2 separate regions of the Mus musculus genome follow, and region 2 is linked to region 1. Evidence: chromatin contacts called from public Hi-C data. All regions are on one chromosome and are shown on one strand. Each heading gives the region's core, a stretch centred on a gene start, on an enhancer-like site or on the middle of the called end of the contact. The rest is flanking DNA. Distances are from core to core; before and after follow the strand shown. Region 1 overlaps Atp6v0e (ATPase, H+ transporting, lysosomal V0 subunit E). Region 2 overlaps Gm17382 (predicted gene, 17382).

Evidence for each region. A called contact is a pair of places that touch in the nucleus more often than the background predicts.
Region 2: a contact with region 1 is called in a Hi-C map of the THB-7 cell line, with 2.4 times the contacts expected there. The contact joins two enhancer-like sites. A contact is called at or near these places in 7 of 39 promoter capture datasets (the HPC-7 cell line, cranial neural crest, embryonic stem cells and 4 more), 20 of 484 Hi-C or Micro-C datasets (the AML12 cell line, B cells, CD4 T cells and 8 more), 2 of 115 datasets of contacts at active chromatin or transcription factors (embryonic stem cells and stem cell-derived neural progenitor cells) and 1 of 9 other capture datasets (embryonic stem cells).

The regions. Positions count from the first base shown.
Region 1 is chr17:26,685,676-26,693,534 of GRCm38.p6, reverse strand. The region is part of intron 2 of Atp6v0e (ATPase, H+ transporting, lysosomal V0 subunit E); the gene reads right to left. Among named protein-coding and RNA genes, the nearest start is that of Atp6v0e, 13 kb to the right of the region's middle. Within about 2 kb of position 3,599, at least 57 of the 459 cell types and tissues checked have an H3K27ac peak or open chromatin away from gene starts, as enhancers often do.
Region 2 is chr17:26,857,178-26,865,036 of GRCm38.p6, reverse strand. It overlaps Gm17382 (predicted gene, 17382), which reads left to right. Exons shown (of 3, transcript NR_168075.1): 3 at 3,446-4,860. LOC115488773 (a long non-coding RNA gene) reads left to right here and starts at 6,688. Exons shown (of 3, transcript XR_003952258.1): 1 at 6,688-7,379. Within about 2 kb of position 3,921, at least 34 of the 459 cell types and tissues checked have an H3K27ac peak or open chromatin away from gene starts, as enhancers often do.

The DNA.
Region 1 (7,859 bases), core at 2,350-4,849:
CCCCGTCGTCCTTCCTCACCAAGAGTGTGTAGAAGGCAATTAAAACATCATCTCGGGGCTGGGCAGATGGATCAGTGGTTAAGGGCAAATGCTGCCCTCCCAGGGGACCCAAGCTTGCTTCCCAGCACCCATACTGGTCAGCTCACCATTGCCTGTAACTTCTAATCCAGATACGACACCCTCTTCTGGTCTCTGCACTAACACAGAGACATAGACAAAACCCTCCCAGCATTTCAGGGGTGGAGGGTGTGTGTGTCAACCTCAGACTAGTCATCCAGGAGCTTTTCTGAAAATCCTTGGAGCAGGACAGAAAGAGAAAATTAAAGCTCTGTGGGAAGGGAAAGGCTGGTTGAAAATCTCTCACTAGTAGCACAATTAACAAGGTTTGCTGTGAAGACTACCTACATAGAGACAACACTCCTCTTTTACAGAGATTATTTCAAATAAGAGCATTAAACTAGGAATGAACTATGCAGAAGGCCAAGGTATATTTGACCTTTGCCTTTAATCTTATCTCTTTCTTAGCTGTAATCTGTGACTTCCTGTGGTTCTCACCAATAAGACTAGGAGTTTGTCTATAGTCAAAAAGTCTTAACTTCCCTGTGCCTGGAGCCACTTCAACCCTTGTGACCTACAGCTTAAGAACCCATCTATGGTCTCATTCACTACAAGAATCCTTGCCGGGCGTGGTGTGGCACACCTTTAATCCCAGCACTTGGGAGGCAGAGGCAGGCGGATTTCTGAGTTCGAGGCCAGCCTGGTCTACAAAGTGAGTTCCAGGACAGCCAGGGCTATACAGAGAAACCCTTTTTCGAAAAAACAAACAAAAACCAACCAAACAAACAAAAGAATCCTTTAAAAATGGCACCTTAGAAGCTACCAATGTCAAATATATTACTATGGTTAAGACACAATCAATCATGAGATACTATCTCATGTAGCCCAGGCTGGCCTTAAACTCCTTTAAGTAGCCAAAGGACCACAGGTTTGTTCACCAGACACTGTTACTTCCCAGCAACTGCCTGGCAGAACCTATTTCTTGACAAACACCAACTTTTCTTCATAATTAAATTCTTCCCAGGAGCCTGGCTATGAGTGACAAGTGAGAGGAGGCCCCTGCATCTGTCTCCTGTGTGCGTGTGTGCATGTTACCATGCTGTGCTTACAGTTAAGGAGCCTTGAGCAGAGGCAGGCTAAGTGACTCTGGATGTTCATACTACTAGCTAGGCAGAGCAGACAGCACAAGACCAGAAATGAGGCCCAACTAAGACTGGCCTTTGAGTTGCTTTAAATGAGGACTGGAGTTCAGCTAGATCTAAACTGATTGTGGATTACAGTAGTACGAATCCAGCCTTTGGTGCCTGCTCACAGTAAAGAATAAGAATTAGAAGCAAGAATGAATGAAGGCCACTTTGCTTGCTCAAGTTAGTCTTTGGAAGCTTCCAGAGGTTAACATACCCTCCCTGTCCTGCATTTCTTGAGGGATGGATCTCATTATCTTGCCCAGGCTCCTTTCAAAGTCCTAGACTCAAGGGAACCTCCTGAGTGAAAAGCAAGCCACGGTCCTTATCCGTTCAGCTTGTAGCAGTGGGGTAATTTGTTTCACTTTGCCTTTCCGAACTGTTTGGAAGACAGAGCCCAGGGCCTTGTGCACAGTAAGCAAGTACTCAAATCCCGAGCTCCAGCCCTGGCCCAACACTGTTTTCAATGTTTCAAATGAAAAGGGGAGCCGGGCATGGTGGTGCACGCCTTTAATCCCAGCACTCCGGAGGCAGAGGCAGGCGGATTTCTGAGTTCGAGGCCAGCCTGGTCTACAAAGTGAGTTCCAGGACAGCCAGGGCTACACAGAGAAACCCTGTCTCGAAAAAAACCAAAAAAAAAAAAAAGAAAAGAAAAGGGGAGGAAAAAAAAATATCAATCTCAACTGCCCCACCCCAACCCCACTAAACACCTCAAAACACAACACAACTTGTTAGGGAAGTGCCTGGAGAGATAACACAGGCTATTTCCATTGAAATTTTAGGGGAAATTCCCTCTCCAACTAGCTGAGTGAACTCAGTGCCTGACCTTCTGGCTGCCTACAGACTTAAAACTTCCCTCTAACCCTGAACATGCAGCTTTGGAAGGCAGAGAACCTGCAGCGGCCTGATGGAGCAGTGGAGGGAGGAAGGGCCACTGCTCTGGCTGACACCCGCCCGGCTTGTTGTGTAATGGGAAGGGACGAGCTGTACCCTTCTGCTTGCCCAAACTGTTCCACATGGTTCCACAGCCCAGAGGCCTAATAACCATCAACTGAGAGGCGCCTGTGTGAGTGACCACGGTGGCACAGAGACAGCTGGGGAGCTGCAGAACTGGGGTGGACACAGGGCAAACACAAGCTCCACTTTTTAGGGGGCTACTGGATGGAAAGTAGGGCCTCGGCAAGCACTCTGTCATTGAGATACATTCCCAGACTTTCATCACTGTTATTATTATTTTCTCCTTTCGGTTTTTGAGACAAGGTTTCTCTGTGTCCCGCTGTCCTGAAACTCCTGTAGACTAAGCTGGACTCAAACCCACAGAGATCTATCTGCTTCTGTCTCCCTAGTGCTGGGATTAAAGGAGTATGCCACTACTCCAGGCTATTATTATTTTTCATTTTGAGACAAGGTTGCAGTAAATTGCCCAGGCTGTTCCTGAACTCACTGTGTAGCTCGGCTGTCTAAAGTGGTTCTACCTACTCCATAATCACTCTCAGGGCATAGTCATGTCGGGCTCTGAGGAGGCCTGATCCACCAGGGAGAGCAAAGGAGTGTGCTCCCTACAATCAGCCCATCCCCCCCCCCCCCCCCCCCCCCCCCCCCCCCGGCTCGGCTGGCAGAAGTCTCCAAGTGTAGAGTACACTGTTTTGCACAGGAGTTGCACCCAGCCCTCAAATAATCCTGCTTAGTGCTTTTGTTCCACATACTGAAGGAAGAACAGGGAAGGGGACATGGGTGCGGCCTTGCTCCTGGGGAGGCACAGGGGGGACCTCAGCTTCCTTGTTGGAATGGGAAAATCCGGTCAGAGATGGCTCCTCCATCCACTGTCCTCCTAGCCCTGGGCCACAACAGGAGTGACCTCTGCCGGTGGGTGACAACAGAAACATATGCAAGTGCCCACGGCATCAAACCCTCTCTCCAGTCAAATGGCACAAACACTTTGAAAGGCAGGGAAGCAACACTGAAGCTACCAGAAACTAGGGAGATTTGGTGCTGGACAACACTGGGTTTTCACCCTAAGCTCCCGGAATGGCTCCAGGCAAGGGACCTTACATCCCAAGCTTGTTTCCACTGTAAAATGGAGCCAAAATACTTGCCTCTGAGTGTTAGAAATTAAAGAGATAATAGGGGCTCTTGTGGTGGCTGGCAAGCCCTTGTTTTTCTTTATCTGTGAGACAGCTTAAAATGTGCCCAAGCCACAGAAGGAAGTGCAGGAGATTGACTTTGGAGTTTCTCAGAGGTTGTAGCACCAGGCCATTAGCAACCTCTATTTTACTCACACCCCTGGCCCCACAGCTGAGAGATGTCTAAGATATCCCCCACATCTCCCAGGCTCTCTGTAACGCACTGTGCGCATGGCAGATGCTCCTATAGATGGCATCAAGCCAGACAGCAGGCTCAGACAGGGGCATGGATGTTCTGAAAGGTGCTTGTCAAAAGCTGCCTGGTGGCAAGGAGACACTATAGAGTTCCCAGTCTGACCCTTAAAATGAGCTTCATTCTCTCTCTCTCTCTCTCTCAGGGGACAGAGCTGAGGAGACACTGAAAGCACAGGCTGGAGGCCATTGGGTAGGTGTGAGAACACTGTGAAAAGCTCCGGCAGGCTCCCTGAGCTGGAAGTCCTTGGCCTGGCAGTTAACTTTTTTGCAGCTTTTATGACATGGAACCAGACCCCCCCCCCCAGGGAAGCATACGCCCTAGAGCCTGGCACAGGGGCACCCTGCCCTCCTGACTGCCATCTGGATCATCTGGCAGCTCTAAACCAACTTAGGCCTGGCTTGATCAATGAACGCAGCTCCCTTATAGGCCGGGCCCTCCCTTCCCCAGTGACATCTGTATCCCATCTAAGGTTTTCCTTTCTTGGCTGTTCTCCTTCCTTCAAACTGTTTCCCCCCTAGTGCTGGGGATGGAAGCCACAGCTTCTTGCATGCTACACTAATGCTCTGCCACTTAGGCACAACTCTATAACTACTAAAGGGTGAACAGGGCCAGAAAGATGGCTCAGTAGGTGACAATGCCTGCTGCCAAGCTTGACAGCCTGAGTTTGATATAGCCCTTCCCTCCAGGACCAGAAGCCACTCCAAGTTGTCCTCTGACCCCTTTATCTATTTATTAATAAATAAAGGTGAGGGAGAAGCTAAAGGGTGAAAGGAATTACATACAAAGGAGATGCTGCCGCTGGCTTTCAGGGAGGGCTGAGTGGGACGTGAGTGGTCTGTAGGGCAGGGGGCAGCTAACTAACAGCCAGCCAGGAAACAGGGACGCCAGTCTTAATACCACAAAGAACTCAATTCTGGCATAGCCTGAGGGCTTGGCAGAGAACACCAAGCTCCAGATGAGAAGACACAAACATGTTTTCTATTAACTGGCTGCCAACCTTACCACTGTGGCCCCTTTGCTACCACAGGAATACGCCCTAATTTTGCCAATTTTAAACTTGAAATCTCTTCCCTTTCTTCCCCACAGGACTTCAAGACAACTCATTTTCTAAGCTGGGCCTTTCAAACCAAAGTTTCTAAGGAGGCCTTTGTGTGTGCTAGGGATTGAAACTGGGGCCTCACAATACGAATAGGGCACAGTCCCAGCTCCAACAATCCCCTTATCTGCCATAGTATAATAGGAAAGATTCTAATATACGCCTCCATACACCAGGTAACAGCAACACGCTGGACCCCGCTCCGTGGCCTCCCTTTCCCCATTCATAAGCATCATAAATGTACCTAGGAGAGAAAGGAAGCAATCTTCAGATGGCAAATTAAGTGATGGCGGCCCTCCAGGGAGAGAATGAAGTACCTCACCAGGCTGAGAGACAGCAAAGCCCAGGCAGGGCCCACCCGGAGCAGAGTGTCTGAGAAACCTAAATATCACTCAAGAAAGTTGGAACCCCAAAGTACTTATTGTAAATCATGAATTAACCAGACAGAGGGACTGGTAATGTGACTGAGGTTAGAGCTACTTGTTGCCAAGCCTGACAACTTGAGTTTGATGTCCACAACTCACAGGGTGGAAGGAAAGAACGGACCCCTGAGGACGGTCTTCTGAGTTCCACACACCTGCTCCATCCCAAATAAATAAAGTAAATATGTGTTAAGAATAGGCGGTGGCAGTGTGTGCTTGCGTGTGTGCATATGTGTACGTGTATTACCAAGATGGCTTAGCAGTTAAAAGCACTTGCTGCTCTTCCAGGACCCAAATTGAGTTCCCAGCAACTACACACACACACACACACACACACACAAATGAATTTTTTTAATTAACATGGTCTTAAAGAAATTTAAAAATCACTAACATTCAGTTAATATTATTTTAAAAATAAAACAGGAACAAAACTCTGATGAAATAACCAAAACAATAAAGTAGCCGAAAGTTAACACACTAATAATTATATTGATTTTCTATATTTAGAAGACGTTCATAAGATAGACTGCTGGGTGTGCAGAGCCATGTGCCTGCAATCCTTATACTTGGAAAGCTGAAGCTGTTAGTTCAGGGCCAGCCTGGACTATGGAATCAGACTTATTTCAGCAAACCAAAATTAATTAAACTAAAAGGCAAAGACTCCCAGCACTGACGAGGTCTACAGACGGAGTTCCAGGCCAGCCAAGGCTACAAAGTGAGACCGTGTCTCTAAAAGAAGGGGGGGAAAAGACCAATAACGGAAGGCACAGTCAGGAAGGAAATACATACATACATACATACATACATACATACATACAAAAAGCTATTTTGAATAAAAAAGCCAAAGGAAAAGAAAACCCACTCCAAAACCAAAACACAAACCCATTTAATGAAGCAAGAAAGTTCTCAAAAACTGGGAAAGCCTGGGGTGGCAGCGCAGGCCTGTGACGCTAGAACTCAGACGGCAGACGCAGGAGGAGCAGGAGTTCACTGCCAGCCTGGGCTACCTACCGGGACCCTCTCTTAAAAACCAGAAGCAGCAAGGAAATGGTACAAACGCTGAGAGTGTGGCTGAGCTGTGGCGTGGGTAAGGCTCTGGACCCAACCCCTAGCACTGAACAAGAAAAGACAACTGAGATCTGGGCCGCAGCGACTGCCTGTCTTCAATGGAAGCACAGTCAGCCCTGACCTTTTCACCTTTTCAGTGCCAGCAGCCAGAGGGGCAGTAGTGTCCACACCTGACACTGCCTAGTACTGGGAAAGTCTACAGACCCAAGGCCACCTAACAGGTCCACCTACAGGTAGGAAGTTCAATGGGTCTCCTATCTTACCCCAATTTTGCCAGAAATCCAACCCCCTCCCAGGTTCACCCCTCCCAATCCCAACCTCACTCCCTTGGGACTGGAGTGAGTTCTGCGCAGAGGGTGTGTGTAGGCCCCAGCTCAGACTCTAACACTGCAGAAACAAAACCACCCCAGCCTGCTCCAAGTCTCATCAGTGACCCGACTTCTCCTAAGTGCTCGCTCGCCCTGTGGTCGATGTAGCTCTAATTTCCTGCTTCGGTCACACTCTTTTCTGGTATTTTCCACGGCTTCCAGGTGACGCTGGCTCCTCCTCAAGCTCTCTCAAGCAGAAAGCTGCCTACTCTTGGGCAATGAGGTTAGAGACGTCTTTGCTTCCCCCTGTACCTCCTTCAGACAGTTCCCCTCAGTGTGCAGAGGGACCCTTCTAGGGAACATGCGGCTGGTTTTCCACCCTACAGCCCTTCGGCTTCCGTAGCCCAGCCTCCTGTGCTGTGCTTGCTCTGTGGCACTTCTCAGCCATTTCATCTAAACAGTAACCGCCTCAGTTATGTGGCCCTGCTCCAATACACCCAGCAGACCCTGGGTCACAGATAACCAACCTCCATTTCCTATGCGCACGCACGCACACACACACACACACACACACACACACACACACACACACACACCCCTATGGAAACACTGAAGTTCCCATACACTGAAACCAGGAACAGAAAGAACTCAGCAAGACAGAACACACCACAGTGAAAGACAGCGGATCTCTCTTGAGGGAATCAATACCAATACTAATATTTTTGGTGCTGCAGCTGATCTTGAGTGACTGAACTATGGCAAGCAGAGGCCCACACGTCAGCGTCACGTCAGCGTCGGTACTGCTCAGGTTTGGCTCTGCCCAATATATATATTCATTCTCATTCTCTCTCTCTCTCTCTCTCTCTCTCTCTCTCGCTCTCCCTCCCTCCCTCCCTCCCTCCCTCCCTCCCTCCCTCCCTCCCTCCCTCCTTCCCTCCCTGAGATCTGGGTTTCTTAATACTGGCACTACTGAGTAAGTTTTGGACCACAAGTGTATTCACAGAACAAGGGAGAGGTGTCCTGGACAGGACACAGTGTTTATTTACCAGTGCCCCTGGCTTTTCCTCAAGGGCACCAATGGAAGTGCCAATGCAGCGCCTCCTCAGGGACGTACCCACCAAGCACAAGGTGCCGCACCTCTGTGACTCACATTCACTTGAGCTACAAACTCAGTAAGACAATCAAGGACGTGAGATACACAGGCCGCTTGTGGAGACAGAGGACTCACCCACGGTGCATGGTAAAAGATGGTGGTTCTGTCTACGTGGTGGTGGTTACACAATAACCTACACTTGCCTCAAAATAATCTGAGGTAGAAGAGAACCTCAGGGGTGAAAGGGGCTTG
Region 2 (7,859 bases), core at 2,672-5,171, 170 kb before region 1:
CTTGCCTCGCATATACAAAGTCCTGGATTTGCTCCCCAACACAGATGAAAGACAGAGAAACTTAGATGTTTATACAAACAGCCTAACATTTAACCCCCTGTAAGACAGCCATTGCTTTCTTGCCTCGTGCCCAGCCCACTTCACACCCATGGGTTTTCTTCAAGCCCTCCCCTCCAGGAAGTCTGTGTGCCTGAGCCATATACTTAGACACTGGGGTCTTTCCCTCACTCCTCTCCTTCCTTTGCCCCCTTGGAAACACTCAACTACCATGGCAGTAGGCTTGCAAATGATCTCGGTGTCTATTTGTTTATTTTCTTCCACAGGAACGCCTTCCTAAACGCAAGAACCTTGTTTTCCTTTTGGTCTCTTTGTTTGTTTTATTTTTCCTGGTGAGCCCTCAGACTTCGAAACTGAACTTGTCAATGGCTGGTCCCTAGATAAATATTTGTTAAGTGGCTGAGAATGTCAAGAGAAGGTGGCACAATGGAGGTGACAGTTGAGCAGGGTCCTGAAATAGAAAGGGGAGTTCCCTTCCCCTGCTGCTGAAGGGGGCAGAGAACACTGGGAGGAAACAGTACAAAGGCAGTGTGGGTCTCTAAAGAGCAGAGTGTCTGGGATGCTAGGACCTCAACTTCAACCACATTTACGTTGAGTTACTCAGACTCTAAGTCTAATCCATCTCAAAGACGCATCTTAGATGTTTTCTAGCGCTGCAACAGAATTCTTGTGACTAGTTTATACAGAATTAAGTTCTATTCATCTCTAATGGTGGGTGCCCAGAGTCTAAAAGCCACATCTGGTGAGACCCTTCTTGCTGGCAGGCACTCTGCAGAGGTAACATGGACCCACACGGTAAGAGGTGACTAGGTAAGAAATAGAGCCAAATTGGCTTACATGACAGACCTGCTCTCAAGATAACCCATTAGCCCAGTAATCCATTAATCCACAAGTGGATTAATCCACTTATGGGGGCAGAGCTCTTAGGACCTAATTGCTTCTTCAAGGTCCCACCTCGTAGTACCTCAGAGTATTAAATTTCAAATTTCAACATGAAATTTGGTGGGGATATGCAGACTCATCCTGACCTGAACACTATAGAGCTGATACTAGGATCTTCTTCAGTGAGTCCTTGACAGTGATATGAATATGTAATAAGTGGCATATTGTTTTATTAATCTTGATATACCATAGTCATAGTTCATATGGTCAGAAGATGGGCTGTGTGATGTAACAGGTCAGATTAGAGGTAAATCACTTAATGCCAGGAATTTTCAAAACATCTAGCAGTAATGGCCAGATGATCATGTTTTCTGTCATTTATTCTGTGTGCAAAATGTTGGGCAAACAGGAAGTTCTCACTTGCAAAGCCAGCTTCTGCTCTTCCACAAGCAAAGTAGTAGTTAGCCAATGTGGGGTAAACATGAAAGTTATGTATCGGCTAGCACCACAAATGTCCCCAAGAGGGGTGTGTGTGTGTGTGTGTGTGTGTGTGTGTGTGTGTGTGTGTGTGTGTGTGTGTGTGTGAAAGAGAGAGAGAGAGAGAGAGAGAGAGAGAGAGAGAGAGAGAGAGAGAAACCCGGCTAAGCTGCACCACCATATGGCTTAGGATCAGGTTGTCAACATGTGTCAGTCATATGAAGGCTTGCTAAACCAAAACTGGAAGGTTCACTTCCAATATGGTCCACATGAAAAAAGATCAGTCTAGTTTATGACATGGGGTCCTTCCCACAGGATTGCTTGGGTACCCTAGAAGGTGACAGCCAGTTGTTCCCAGTGAGCCATCAAAAGAGGGCAAAGTGGAAGCCACAGTGTCTTCATTCCTTGGGCTCTGATGTCATTTTTTATAGACGTTCTACAACGTCCATTGGCTGCCAGGTCAGCCCTATGCATTGTGGGATGGCATTGAGAGCACAGTTCTTCTCCAGTGGTTTTGATCCTTTCAGAAAAGCAAGGAACTGAAGCTAGTAGGCACCATTTTGGAACTGGCTACCACTATGGGTCAAAAGTGAACCAAAATAACCACGAATGAAGTCAAATAACTATGCTGAAGAAAAGTCTAAAACCATAGAAAAAAGATGACTGAGGAAGGAATAAGGCATACAATCTATGACAGGGTCACTGACAACTGTCACTCATCAAAGGCCTCCTTTGTTGTACATGTCCAGGTTAGCTTATGTCAACTTTATATTCGCTAGAGTCATTTGGGAAGAGGGACTTTCAATTAAGAAAATGCCAGACCTGTAGACAAGCCTGTAGGGCATTTTGTTATGTAGTGACTGATGTGGGAGGGCCCAGCCCATTGTGGGCGGGGCCACACCTGGGCTGGTGATCCTGGGTTCCATAAGAAAGAGGCTGAGCAAGCCACAGAGAGCAATCAAGTAAGCAGCATCCCTCCATGGCCTCTGCATCAGCTCCTGCCTCCAGGGTTCTGCCCTGTTTGAGCTCCTGCCCTCAAAAGACTATGATGTGGAACTGTAAGTTGTAATAAACCTTTCCTTTTCCAAGTTGCTTTAGGTTATGATGTTTTCTCACAGCAATAGAAACCTTAACTAAAACAATAGACAAGGGGATGGAGATGGCTCAGAGGTTAAGAGCACTGGTTGTTCTTACAGAGGACCCTGGTTCAATTCCCAGCACCCATATCGCAGCTCACAACCATCTGTAACTCCAGTTCCAAAGGATCTGGTAGCTCACACACAGTGGAGCCACCCTCTCCCCGCTGCTGCCCCAACAAAGAGCCTGAAAGCCCCAGGCTGCCCCTGAGCTTCACTGAGGCACCAGACTGAAGAATGACAACTGGCTCCCAAGCTCCAAGGCAGAAGGGGTGCCAGCCCCTCAGTGTGTACAATCCGTGCAAGCAAGATGAATTCGACCTCGAATTCTACCTCCAACAAAGCCACACAGACCAACCAAAGTGGCTCAGCAACTTTAAATATTCACCATCTCCAGGTCAGGCACCAATCAGCAACACTATGGTAATGTATACTGATGCTTCCCCAGGCAAGAGTTTGTGAGCAGCAGCCAGTGTTGGGGACACCCTGGCCGAGACACCAGACAGAGAGTTTAAACACAGGATAGCAGAAGTCAGAGGGATCCAGAGCCTTTTCCACTCTTGGTACTTCTGTTTGAATGTATCAAGAGGCTGCATAAACATATTATTTACAGTACAGATTCTGTTGTCTTGAGAATTGAATCTGAGTGTACTGGATGACAGCTAATAGTTCTTCTAACTTTAAGCTTCTTAGGTTCTGTCTGTTAAGTGTGGGAGAGTCCAGGGCACTACTGGCGCCTAAAGCAATCACCATTCTCACACTTAAGCTGGCTTCCTAGCACAAATCGTTTCCTGCATAAACAGCCCAGCACCTCCCGATGAAAACTTTCCATTTGTCTCCTTAGTCTTGGGCGGGGCTGGGGGAGTTACTGACCTTTTATTCCTTGTTGCTAGGAGAAAACGGTGATGACATCTTTTTGGCTGGATGGAACTGATGGAAGATTTATGGAGCAGCTGAGGACTGTCAGAGCCAGACCCAGCAGATTTCCTAAGAGAATGACCATGGCCTTTTCATCAGCGAGCACACTGCCTTCTGAAATGGTCTAACATGAGAGAGAGAGAGAGAGAGAGAGAGAGAGAGAGAGAGAGAGAGAGAGAGAGAGAGAGAGAGAGAGAGAAGGAGAGGGAGAGGGAGAGGGAGAGGGAGAGAGGGAGAGAGAGAGAGAGCCCTATCTAACCAGCCATCAGTGAGGTTATCCCTGTACCCCACAGCTGCTGCCACCCAATCTGAAGGTTCCCGCTTCTGCTCTTGAAGTATTTATTGTATGTGACCACACAGAAGTCCTAGCTGTCACCCACCGTCAAACCCCCTAGCCCCAGTCTGGGACCCAGAGCCCTCCAGGAGTGGGAAACTTCATCCTATACCTTCTCAGTCACAGGGATTTCAGAAATTAGTCACAGGAAGCAGGGAGGCCGAGAGTGGAGGCTTCCAAGAGGAGCCAGTAACAGGATCTGGGATCTTTCACCCCAGGTCACAGAAGCTTAGACTGTCCCCAAGGTAGAGATGAGTGGTCAAGGATGGAACCGGCCTTCCCAAGGCTTCTGCCAGCAGCAAGAGCTTTGGGGAGATGGAACCTATAGCCAGGCAGTCGTCCCCTCACTGACTGCTCTCTCCCGTATCTCAAATGTCTGTCCTAATACTCTCAACTCTGAGAGACAACAAGGGGTTGACTGGAGCCCAGAACCCAGCATGTATCTGAAACAAAGTCTTGACCTGACTTCCAGCCCTCCCCTCATGAATGAACACTGTTGCATCTCAGAGTACTCTCAGACATCCCAGAATTGTCACTCACAGACATCTCATGTGGACAGACAGTAAATGATAATCATTCTGAAGGTATGGAAAAGTTGTGGGGTGGTAGAGGCAGAAGGCACTGGGTTCAATCCTCTATATGGAGAGAAAGATGATAGATAGATAGATAGATAGATAGATAGATAGATAGATAGATAGATGATAGATAGATAGACAGACAGATAAATAGATAGATCAGAGACACACACTAAATATCTACCAACAGAAAATAGTTTAGGGCTGGTGAGATAGCTCAGCAGTTAAGAGCACTGACTGCTTTTCCAAAGGTCCCAAGTTCAAATCCCAGTCACCACATGGTAGCTCACAACCCTCTATAAGGAGATCTGATGCCCTCTTCTGGAGTATCTGAAAACAGTTACAGTGTAGTTACATATAATAAATATATCTTAAAAAAAAACAAAATAGTTTAATAAGTTCTGGTTTATGGATAGGGAATACCATGCATCCATTTTTAAAAAATTGATGTATGCTCAATAAATGTAGCAGTCACCCCTCATCAAAGAAGCCTTTCTTCATAGCAAATGGAAACCAGCAGACAACCACAACTGGACACTGCAGAAATCAGCAGATTGTGGGAGCCATGCCCCAGTGGATACATTATATCACAGCTCCCGAGTCTGTGCTTAGGGGAGCATTATGGGAGAGGGGGCAGAGAGGGTAAAAGCCAGAATATGAGGAAGCCTGCTGTGGAGCAGTCTGCCCTAGAGATGGCTGCATGAAGAAGACCTGAACAATGTCAATACCAGTGAGCACGTTAACAGGGAAGGGGAAATTCCACAGGGTCTTATCCTTAGACAAAGAACTATAGGCACCTAATGCCTGCTGGGAGAAGCATTTTCCCCTTCAAGAGACGAGCCCCTTATTGGTTGTCCAGCGTAAAATGGTAGCCTTGATACACACCAAGACTCAGCAGGTTGTGCTTTTATTTATATATTTGTGCATACACGTATTACATACACACAAGCATATGTGAGTAGCAATAATAATCAAAGAAAAACAGGCTTATCAATACTGATTAAAGAAAAAAAGGCTATCAGGCTCGAGGAAGACATAGGAATGATTCACGAGAAGGTATCTGGGAGCAGAGGGAGGAAACGGAGAGGAGAAAGTGATGTCATTCTATTTCAACTAAAAATAAGGGGCTGGAGAGATGGCTCAGGGATTAAAGAGTACTGGCTGCTCTTCCAGAGGTCCTGAGTTCAACTTCCACCAGCCACATGGCTGCTCACAACTGTCAGTAACCCCAGTTCCAGGGGATTCAACACCCTCATGCAGATATGCACTCAGTCAACACACCAATACATATAAAATAAACATAAACAAATCTTTTTAAAGATAAAATAAATTTAAAATCAGAGGAAAAATAAGAAACAATCAGTGAAAATGGAGCTGTAGAGATGGCTCAGTGGTTACAAGCACTGGCTGCTCCTCCACAGGGGTTAACTCCCAGCACCCACACAGCAGCTCAGAACGGTCTGTAAGTCCGGTTCTAGAGAATCCTATATCCTCACTTAGGCATACATGGAGGCAAAACACCAATGCACATAAAATAAATGAGTAAGTAAATTTTAAGAGCATATTCATAGCTGGGCATGGTGACACATGCTTTCATTGGGGGCAGAGGCAGGTGGATTTCTGTGAGTGAGTTTGAGACCAGTCTGGTCTACTTAGTTCTGGACCAGTTAGGGTCACACAGAGAGGCAGGAGTGAATATATTCATGACATATATAATTTTAACATAATAGGAATCTTGGCTGTGTGATGGCGGTACTTGCCTTTAATCCCAGCACTTGGGAGGCATAGGCAGATAGAACTCTGAGGTCAAGGCCAGCTTGGTCTACATATGGAATTCCACAGTCAGGGCTACACAGAGAAACCCTGACTCAAAAAAACACAAACAAAAAACAAAAAAACAAAAGAAAGGAAAGGAAAGGAAAGGAAAGGAAAGGAAAGGAAAGGAAAGGAAAGGAAAGGAAAGGAAAGGAAAGGAAAGGAAAGGAAAGGAAAGGAATCTTGAATGTTGAAAGTTAAGGAGCATGAATTTGAGATAAGAAAGTAAGTGTTTATTATTTTCCTCTCTAAGGGGTTATTTTTATTTTATTCATATATGTATATATTCATGTTCACACGTATGTGTGAACGTTTGTGTGTGTGTGTAATGCATGTTCTGTGTGCTTGTGTGTATGTGTGTATGCATGTTCATGTGTGTGTTTGTGTGTGTATGCATGTTTGTGTGTGTATTCTTGTTCGTGTGTGTGTTTGTGTGTGTATCCGTGTTCGTGTGTGTGTTTGTGTGTGTATCTGTGTTCGTGTGTGTGTTTGTGTGTGTATGCATGTTCGTGTGTGTGTTTGTGTGTGTATCCGTGTTTGTGTGTGTGTTTGTGTGTGTGCAGGCCAAGGACTACCTCTGCTGTCATCCTTGGGAATCCTGTCACCTTCACTGAGAGAACATTTCTCCTTGGCCTGGAGACCACCTATTAGGCTAGACTGTCTACCCAGAGACACCAGGGATCCTCCTGACTGGACCTTCCCTGCACCACCATGGCCAGGGCATATTTACGCGGCTTCTGAGCACAGGCTATCCCTTCAATGCCCATGCATTACCTTTTTCCCTTCAGTTGATGTCCTTTGTGGGTGAGGATTGAATCCCAGCCCTGATGGGGTCTTATAGAGTCTGAGCCCCACCAGTCCTGGGGACTGCAGGGGAAAGCTTTCTGAGGGCAGCCTTGTTGCCTTTCTAGAAATGAGGAGGTCTGGATGACCCCCAGGAGGAGTCTCAGAAAGAGAAAAGAGAAGAGCTGGAGAATATACAGGCTGCAGCTTTATCAGAGCCTGCTAGCAGGGAAGCAGCCTGCCTGCTGCGATTTTACTAACAGATTCCGGGCTTCACTCACTTCCTGAATGGGAGACCAAGAATCTGCAGTGACCTAGGATTCCAGGGGGTTCTTAAACACAGCTGGACCACCAAGGACCTGGGCTCAGCTTCAGCCCACTCGCCAACACTGAGGACACTGGGTGAGTCAGAACCCGCCCAAATCTGCCAACTGAACCAGTTTTAAGGAGTAGGAGGGGCTGCATGCTGTGTGACAAAGCACTCTCCTAGCTTGGGCAAGGCAGGACCTCCATCCCCAGCACCACCATGAAGTAAGGAAACAGTTAACTCAAAAGTGCGTTCCCAGCAATGAGACGTTGTTGTTTGGTTGTTTGGTTTTTCTTTTGCATGGTGCATATCTTATTCCATGCTCACTGATCCCTCCAATGGAGTAGGAGGAGGATCAAGCAAAGAGAGTTAGGAGGATAAATTCACATTTATCCTGACCTGTTTGGTCCTCCAGAGCATCACAGGTAATTTTTCCAGCCATTGACAAGGGGTGCCCATACCTTCCTCATTTTTGTGTATTATTTTAATCGATATATCATAATTACATATATGCATTGGATATAATGGCACCATGTGATGCTTCTTGATGTGTGTACATTATAAAATGATTATAA